Regions from separate parts of the Pan troglodytes genome. Here region 2 is linked to region 1. Evidence: chromatin contacts called from public HiChIP or PLAC-seq data. All regions are on one chromosome and are shown on one strand. The core of a region is the stretch at or near the end of the contact, and the rest is flanking DNA. Distances in the headings are between cores, read along the strand shown. Region 1 holds the start of LOC112209777. Region 2 holds the start of PSMA2 (proteasome 20S subunit alpha 2).

Evidence for each region. HiChIP or PLAC-seq counts read pairs in DNA pulled down with a chosen protein or histone mark.
Region 2: a contact with region 1 is called in an H3K4me3 HiChIP or PLAC-seq map of stem cell-derived excitatory neurons, with 2.9 times the contacts expected there. The contact joins the promoter of PSMA2 here to the promoter of LOC112209777 in region 1. A contact is called at or near these places in 4 of 7 Hi-C or Micro-C datasets (blood, induced pluripotent stem cells and stem cell-derived neural progenitor cells), 1 of 1 datasets of contacts at active chromatin or transcription factors (stem cell-derived excitatory neurons) and 1 of 1 other capture datasets (stem cell-derived neural stem cells).

The regions. Positions count from the first base shown.
Region 1 is chr6:46,274,579-46,279,220 of NHGRI_mPanTro3-v2.0_pri, forward strand. LOC112209777 reads left to right here and starts at 2,655. Exons shown (of 4, transcript XR_008548972.2): 1 at 2,655-3,145. HECW1 (HECT, C2 and WW domain containing E3 ubiquitin protein ligase 1) reads right to left here and starts at 4,149. Exons shown (of 28, transcript XM_009452959.5): 1 at 3,843-4,149. The coding sequence starts at 3,872.
Region 2 is chr6:46,457,097-46,461,738 of NHGRI_mPanTro3-v2.0_pri, forward strand. It overlaps PSMA2 (proteasome 20S subunit alpha 2), which reads left to right and starts at 2,202. Exons shown (of 8, transcript XM_528026.8): 1 at 2,202-2,426. The coding sequence starts at 2,386. MRPL32 (mitochondrial ribosomal protein L32) reads right to left here and starts at 2,161. Exons shown (of 3, transcript XM_528025.7): 1 at 2,028-2,161. The coding sequence starts at 2,157.

The DNA.
Region 1 (4,642 bases), core at 1,405-3,904:
CCCACAGAGCATTTCATACTGTTTTCTCTAAAAGTCCGTGAACATCAAATGTGCCAACGGCTGTTTTACAGAGAGGACATGTGGGTATTGCAACTTCCTGGTTTCCTAATGTAGCTTGTCCTGTTTTTTAGGATGGAAAAGGAAGCAGGTAAATGGGAAAGAAGCAGGTGTCTTGATGTCTGTAAGTCACACCTGTTAGTCTAGAAACCTGCCATTGGGAGACTCAGTCAAGCTTGGCTGGCCCAGGAAGGATGGTTGTCTCTGGTCTAACTGTAGGTCATTTCAGAAGCACTTACAGTGGTTCAATGTTGCTTGAGCAAATAATGAGTAGACATTCCCTAGACGTGTCCATCATCCTAGCAAGCTCTGGTTGATAGAACCAGGACTTAGAGAGAAAGTGGGCAGAAGGGTGCTCACGTCTTCTGTTTAAGTGTGGATTAGAGGTTAGAGTGCTTGGGCCATGTTTCCTTCTAAGGCCAGAGCAAGACAGAACAGAGCAGTTATCAGATAAATTTTGTCAAAATGGATAATCCAGATCATTCAAGGAAAAAAATAAATAACCAAAACCTACAGCATTTGAACTCATTCTCTATGTGTTTTTTTGTTTACTGAGGGTGGGTGGTGGAAGGCCTGGATTTGAGTCCTGGCTCTCGGTTCCCCCTTAAGCATCTTACATAACCTCTCTGATTCCCCCAGCTGACTCACAAAGTGAAGGATTCCTACCTACCTCCTGCCTATACAATTAGAGGGCATTTTTATGACCTGAAATCCACTCAATAAACATTTCTGAGAACACATGATGTACCAGGCAAACTGCTAGGTGCTGGAGAGATGAATATAAACATGTCCTTGTTCTGAAGAAGCTCATCCCATATTTAAGATAAGGAGACTGTGGCACATTTACAACTCAGATAACTGCAATATTGCAAGTGCTATCTTAGCTCTATGAACAAAAAGGCTATGGGAAAACAGGAGAAGTGGTTAATTATGCCTTGCAGGGACTGTAATTTCAGGATATTATTTTGATTGTAACTTAAAACAAATGAGTGCACAACTATGGAAAATTGTGTGACTAAGCATGAATCAACAAATACCTTGACTATACCTAAATTATAAAAATTACCATAGCGCATGAAAACACTGCCTGCCTGCCTATTTAGACCAATCATTGCTTCACCCATTTTTGTGGCAAGCAACAGCGCTAGCAAGTTTTGAGAGCAACACCAAATTACATCAGAGAAAGTAAGTCTCATGCCATTGTCAATTACTGCATAGGACGAAACAGCTATCTAGAGTGTCTCATTAGAAACAAACAAAAACCAATGATTGGAAAAAGTGAATTCTCAATTATCTAAGATGGGGTTGGAATGAATAACTCCACAAAAGGAGAACACCTGTTATCCAATTAATTCAATCTTCTTCTCTTTTCCCCAACCCTCCACCAAATGTTTTGCTATAGTGGACAAAAAAAAAAAGACCTGTTTGAGTTGGTGAGTAATTTCACTTATGGGGAAAATGCAGACGCTTGGGTTTTAAAAGCTGCAAGGTATAAAAATAAGCCGCAGATTCTACAGTCAATCCTTGGTTTGCTTGCATGGTTCACGTTATAATTATTTGCCTTTCCAACACTGGGTAACTTTTCTTACTCCTCTGTCAGTTACCACAGAATGCTGGAACTAGAAAGAACGATAGAAACCAGCCAGTCCAACTTCCTTTACCATGAGGAATGAGACTCAGGCTTGTCTTTCCATATCACATCTGGCCTTTTAATATTTCTTTTGTTAACAATCATATCAGATGGAAGCATAATAGAAGGTAAAGCTCAAAGTGATCTTGTAATACATCCATCTTTAAAAGCCAGAGTGTAAAAGGAATCAAGTCAAATGATGCTATATACACAAATAACAGAGCTGCAGTCCCTCTGTATTGATACATTGATGGGCTGTTCCAGCTCCGGATGTGACCTCCCTATCAAGTCAATAATGTCACAATCTAAACAAACTTAGGCAATTTGCCTTCATGAAAAAACTACTCCAAACAAAAAAGAGAATTGTCATTCCACAAAGCAGCCAACTGCACTAGACTGGGATTATAGTGTGGAATTAGTCAGAACGTGGTTTATTAAATAAAACACTAGAACGGCCAATTTGTCTGGAGGTCTAGGAATTAAAATAGTGCTTTGTTTTTCCAATGCCACATTCCAGAGGAAGCAGCAAGCGGAGGGAACAGGCAACAGGGAATTCTACCAACAGGGAATTCTACCACAATCTATCTCTCTACCAAACAGGCACACACATTCATACCAGGGTGGGCATGTGGACTCTAATCCCTTCTTAGTGGAAAACACACATTTTTAAATGAATCCCCAATCTAGAATGAATTACCGTAATAGCCACAGCCGGAGCGAGTCTGCTGATGAGAAACGCAGATCTGGCCACCTGCTTTGAGACGCCTTGGACCACAACACTGCCGGGGTCTTTAACGGTTGGCCTTTTCGAGTAGGGCATCTGCCCTCCTAAATCGCGTTTAAATCCCAGGAAAAGAGAGAAGATGCCTCCCTCAATTTTTGAACTATGCTGCTCTTGCTGTATCCGTTTCTGCTGAACATAGCATTGATATTTTTTCAAAGAGAAGGGGGGAAAAACAAGGGGAGAATTGCACCACTGCAGATTCCAAGAGAAGTAAGCACAAAACTACAGCAACGTCAAATAATATCTTCTTCGGCAACTAGGAAAATCCCCACATGCTATCTGGTGTCAGCCCAATGCAGACTGAGGCGCGCTGTGCCCGGAACCACAGGAAGCCGGGCATCTCTGCAGCCTGTGTCCCTGCCAGCTCCCCCTACGCGCTGAAATTCGGCAGGGAAGAAGTTATGGTGCCCAGCCTGTGTGTGCAAGACAGAGACACCGCGCATCATGGCTCTGAAAATCAGCCAAGTGGCCGGGACGTCAAAGCGGCAGAGCAATCAGAATGCCCTGGAGCCGGGGATGGAGGGGCCACATTGTTTGAGCCCTCGGATTTTGCTGCATTGTCACCGCCCGGGAACGTAGGGGTAGCAGGAAGCACACCTCCAGCCAAAAATGGACCGGACGCATTTTTTTCCCCCCGGCGGCTCCCTCCCTGCCTGTCTGCAAGTCGCAATACGGTAGGCGACATGACGGACTGCTCCCGCTAAAACTCAGGTGGCAGGCCCGGCTGAGAGGCGCAGCCGGCCGGTAACAGGGAGGCGCTGGGGGAGCACCCACACAGCGCCTCCTCCCCTCCTGCACCCGTCCATGGGAGCAAGGGCCGGACCTGGGCACGCGCCCCTCGAGCGAGCACCGGCGAGCCCGTGCGGAGGCTCTGGGCGCTCTCTGGGCTAACCACGGGCATTGCATGGGACACAATTGTTCAAAAGCGAGCCCAAGGCGAAGCGCAAATCCAGAGCTTTGGTTCACAAGGGGTGGGTGTGGGCTGGGAAGGGGGATTACGTAGGTCTCTCCGCCCCCTCCCCTGACACCTCCTCGCCACTGGGAGGGCGCTGAGGGGCGGGGGAGGCGCTGCGAACCCGCTTGGGGGCTTCTTTGTTTCTCTCCGTACCCCGCAGGAGGGCCGGGTGCGCCTGCAGTACCCAAGCCGGGGTCGCCACCCGGGGATGCCGGCCCAGCCCGGGCGGCGGCGCGACCCAGGCTGACAATTGAACCTCGCGGGAGAAGCGAGAGGGTGGGGAGGAGGGTGGATCTCGGCCCCGGGAAGGGAGGGCGCTGCCGGGGCCTCGCGTGCGGCGGGGAAGCCGCCCAGAGAAGGGCGGGGGGGGGGGGGGAAGGGGCGGCAGACAGTGTCCCCGCGCTACGCCCGCTTACCTTGGCAGCCCTGGCCTGGGCACAGATCATGCTCCTGTCAGCGCGCAGATTAGAGCTGGGGGGCGCACGTGCCCCGCATAGTGCACCGGGCGCCTGGGACTGGCTGGGGAGGGGACCCTGGCGACCGCCCGCTCTCGCCGCGCTCTGGCTGCCGGGTGCCCCGAGAGAGCGGAGGCCACGGCCACTGTCACGGCGGAGGGGCGCGCGCGGCTCGGCGAGTGTGTGCGCGAGGAGGGGGCCGGTTCGGTCAGAGTCGCACGGTGTTCCGGCTCCAACAACAGCGCCTGATGCGCGGTAACGCAGCACACTTCATCGCTTTATCCTCCTGCTTGCATCCCCTCCCTCCCTGCCTGCTCCTCTGTGGGTACCAGACTCCAGAACCAACCACAAGCCGGGCTTGCTCTCATTAGCGCTGCCCCGCCCTGCAGCCTCCGCGCACCCCCACCCCCGCCCCCGCGGTAAATATATATCGATTCTTGTTACCGCCGGCCCCATCCTTCCAACACCCAGCACGCGTACTGGGCATATCCAACACCAACCCTGGCTCCTCGGCCCTTTTGTGTGTGTGCAAACAGTGTAGCAGAAAGGATGCGGTACAGACACTCTAGGCGGGTACCCTGTGACAGGTGTTCTTGGCCTCTGTCTTAGACACTTTCCTCGCTTACCTTACACACAGTTAAGAACGCTCAGAGACACATTTCAGGAACCGTCCTGTATTTGCACAAGCACACAAAACATCGTAATGACAAATGCAAAGGATGAAAATCACCCCAGAATATCTATTGTTGGGCAAACCTAGC
Region 2 (4,642 bases), core at 952-3,451, 180 kb after region 1:
ACTTCTGACCGGCACTGATGTAACTGCCAATTGCCTTTTCTTATATTCAAACTGAGTCAGGTCCTTTATGATACAACCTCTTAAGTCACTTAGTTCCTCATAATATTTTATCTTGATTCCTGTCTGCTCTCTAAAGAAAAGAGCCAGCTCACCATTTCTCTGTATGGCCTTATTTATGTGACTATCAAAGTTTCTCTTTTTCTGAATTGCTTATAAAATCAACATTCCTTTACCCTTTCCTTGCTATTTCTTAGACGTGCCATACTTTTTTTTTTTTTTTTTTGAGACTGAGTCTCACTCTGTCACCCAGGCTAGAGTGCAGTGGCGTGATCTTGGCTCACTGCAACCTCCGCCTCCCTGGTTCAAGTGATTCTCCTGCCTCAGCCTTCCAAGTAGCTGGGATTACAGGTGTGCACCACCACACCTGGTTAATTTTGTATTTTTAGTAGAGACGGGGTTTCACGATGTTGGCCAGGCTGGTCTTGAACTCCTGACCTTAGGTGATGGACCCACCTTGGCCTCCCAAAGTGCTGAGATTACAGGTGTGAGCCACCGCGCCCAGCCCCCATACTTCTTTTGATCTTAAGAACTCTTAAAAATACACAAAGTTCTCTAACACTTAACAACTGGCATTTATTTTCAGTATGTCCACAAGTATTGCCAAGCATGCCCCGGTGATTAACAACACAGGCTCAGGACTGTCTGTGAACTTGGGACCATTGTGAGCCTACTGTTTCAGTTGGAAAGTGTATACACCTAATGGGACTGTTGTCAAGATTATCCCAGGAAGTACATGTAGAAAGCTTGGCACATTGCTTGGCATATAGTGGCATATATTTTCTTGGTATATTTCTGGATATTATCACTTTCAGGCTGCTTAGAAATTGAGTAGAATGTAAATGCCAAAGCAATGACAGTTTCAACATCCAAGATACTTCCAATTAAAATTAATTCCAAGTGAAACATGGGAAACAGAATTCATCTCCTCACAGCTCAAACACCACAGAAAACATGTACTGCGCGGGAGGGAGGGAGGAAGGGAGGAAAGAAGGGAGGGAAGGGAAGGGAAGAGGAGGGGGGAGAGGGGAAGCGGGAGGGGAGGTGAGGGCAGGGCTGGAAAGGAAAGACAGATCCAGAGAGTGGTGAGCCTTGATGCCAAGTGAGACCTGCAGAACTGTCCTCTCAGGACAACTCTGTACAAATCCCTGAACTCCACAGACTTGACCAAACTCTAGCATAGTTTCTAGCAGCATAAGGCTGTATCCTAGGATGACCTCGGCCCCCCCCTTTAAAGTGGCTGCCTGAGAAAGCTCAACGCTGCCTGGAAAATTTCCTATTTATTTTGGCCAACATACCCCGATAGTAGGTCCCGAACTCCCTTAGAGCATTTCCTGGAAAGGGCATATAACTGTAAATACGTATCCCTTGCAACTAACTCGGAAGCTTTTCTTTCAAGGCCCTGAGAGCCATTCCTTCGAAATCTAACCATTAGGAAGGATAGGGCCTTTGTCTCCCAGTCTCTGCGGGAGGATAGAATCCTCCCTAAGACAACTGCGAGCTAGCAGACACAGCCGGCTAATCACATTTGCACTGACTTCACTATACTACACTTCTCTGACTCTACAGAGCCCCTACACTCCCGCCTCGCTCATTCTCCCTTTAAAACGCCCAAAGTCACCTCTGCACAAACTGGGATGGAGCTCAGCTCTTTACCTGCAGTAGTTACTGAATAAAATCTGTTTTCAGCGCTTTACTTACTGGCTGGCTATGATTTATCTTTGACACAAGCTTGGGTTACATTCTGTGTACGAATGGAACAAGCAGAGGATTTTTTTTTTTTTTGCGGTGGAGGGAGCGCAAAAACAGTCGTTCTGTTCTCGCTAATATGGGAATGTCACGAACTACGTCCCCGACATGAGGCCGCGGATCAGACCCGGGGCTGAGGGCGAATTGTGTAAGCTGCGTCTGCTACGCTGCCCGAGGTCCCGTCATCAGCCCCCTCTCCCACGCAGCCCTTCTTTACCTACCCCACGGAGGACTGGGAAAGCCCGGCCGGCTCTGCGGAAGCTTCCGCAGCAGTCGCTCCCAGTAGTTTCGAAGCACTCCCCGGGCCGCAGGCCACGGCGAAACCACCAAGACCAGCATGGCCGGCGCCATTTTCCCTGCTGGAAGACCGCCCCGGTCCCGCCCCTGCTTTCAGCATGCGCACAGGCACAGAATCGGGCAAGCCTCGCTTCTTAGAACTACAACACCCCGCATGCTCTTGGAGCAGCTCTGACTCTCCTCCAATCATAGAGAGTAAAGGAAAGGCGAGGGGCGGGGAAATGAAAGTAAATCGGCCACAGTGCGCATGTGTGCGGCTGTGCTTTGGCTCTTCGGGTAAAGATGGCGGAGCGCGGGTACAGCTTTTCGCTGACTACATTCAGGTATGGAAGGGGCCCTCGAGGTCTTCAGCGTAGTCGAGGTTGCTGGTGCTCTGTCGATTTAGTTTTTCCCATCCTGACGTCGGCATTGGTGCTTCTGGAGGGTCCAGTAGGGAATGGAGGTGGAAATGCGGCTTTGCAAAGTCATTTGCCAGGCCGGCTCGGGATTCCTGGAGCTTCCTTGGTCGGAGGCTGCTGGAGGGTCGGGGGGATGCGGTTTTGCGGGGTTAACATGGGGCTGCGGGACGGTGAGGCACATAGCCAAGGATTCGCTTTCACTTTGGAGACTAGAAAAGAAGGCAGTTTCAGCTTAACCATCTCTGGGTGGCCCGTTCCGAACTCAGGATTTTTTTCCTGGCTCAAGTAGACCTGATGCGGTGGTTTCTGAAACTTGGAATCTTGGTCAAATATGTGGGGTTCCCTTTTCTTGGAAAACTCTCAGCTTTACAGTTAAGTCGGAGTCTTGGTCTCCATTTGGCACTAGTGTCTTTCAAAACCTCCCGCTTTCGGTTTCTTCGATGCACGAATTAGAAACATAAGGACGAAAAACCGAAAGCCCCTATCACTTTTTTGTGAACCCCTAACAACGAGGCAAGTTTGAGTTTTGGTCTTTTTTTGGTGGACTGGGGGGAACGTCGGGGAGGGTGATGTTTACTTTAAACAAGATTGTAGGCTTTTCTATTGTAGAAAAGGGGATTAGAATAATAAGTTTACTTTCCAAAATACAGTTGGGGCGAACCATGGCTCTCAACGTGAGAAAACCATCGCCGAAGACTTTTAAAAATTGACTGGGGAAGTTTTCTGACTTACCCATTTTCTTAAGGATCAGTAATGCCCAGTTTACTTAAAATGTACTCCTGACAACTGAAGGCAGGCGGGATCTAACTTGTTGAGTACTTTGTTAGGTGCAACTTAACCTTAACCTGCTCCATCTCTTTCCACTGCTATAATGAATGTTATCTCAGCTTCTTACAGATGAACTAACCACAGCTTGTACAAATTAAACAACTTGTCTAAGGTCATCGGTGAGTAGCTGAGTTGACATTCAAACTGGGTTTTTTTTCTGATAACAAAAATACACTTTCCATTACATAACGTTGTCTTAAATTCCAAAAGTACTTTTCTCTTGGCAGTTTTCAGTAAGCAGTGGGTGTATGTAATAGTTTTTTTGTAACCTTTGAACGAGATTAATTTAATTATGCAATAAAAGGTCTCATTATATTACATATGACAGAATAGTGTGTGCAGGATGTATTCACTGTTCCTATTTGTGAAGAAAACAAATGTGGTCCTTTTTTTAGGGACAGGGACTTGGCAGCCTCCAGCTCTTGGGCTCAAGGGATCCTCCTGCCTCAGTCTCTGGAGTAGCTGGGACTAGAGGTGTGCACCACCCTGCCTGCTAATTTTTTTTTTTAAGGCATGAGGTCTTGCGATGTTGCCCAGGCTGCAAATGTGGTCTTTTATCGCGAAGAAAGTGTAATCCTAGTGGAGCTGAAAACATAAAACAACCGTATACCTTCAGGGACTGAATCTTTTTATAACAAATTTTCTTTATTAAAATAAACTTTTGGCCAGGCAGGGTGACTCACACCTGTAATCCCAGCTACTCAGGAGACTGAGGCAGGAGGATCACTTTAGCCCAGGAGTTCAAGACTAGCCTGCAGCAAGACCCTATCTCTGAAAAAAATTAAAAAATTAGCCAGGCATGTGCCTGTAATCCAAGCTATTTGGGAGGCTGAGGGCGAGAGGAGCACTTGAACCCAAGAGTTTAGGATTCAGAGAGCTGTGATTCTGCCACTGCACTCCAGCCTGGGTCACAAAGTGATACCCCATATCTAAAAGTTTTTTTTAAAAAAACCAAACTTGTGTGTGTGTGTGCGTGTGTGTGTGTGTGTGTGTTTTAACATGGTGGATTCACCTGTTTTAGATAAAAAGAAAATATTTGTTTCTAGCCTCTCGTAATCAGAAGTAAACTAATGGTGGAAGGGACTAGAGACCATACAGGATGAAACAGTTCTTGTGGACTACATTTGGTTGAGGAATTGACAATAAATGAGTAAACAAATTGGTGCCTACTAATACATTCTCTTACTAAGGAATTTTATTTTAAAAAGGGTGAAGGAAGGAATATGACTTTAGATTGAGTAATCAGGAAAGGCTTGTGCTTGGGGGTGATTTTTGAGACTGGAAGATTAAAAGTAGCCAGCTATTTGAAGATT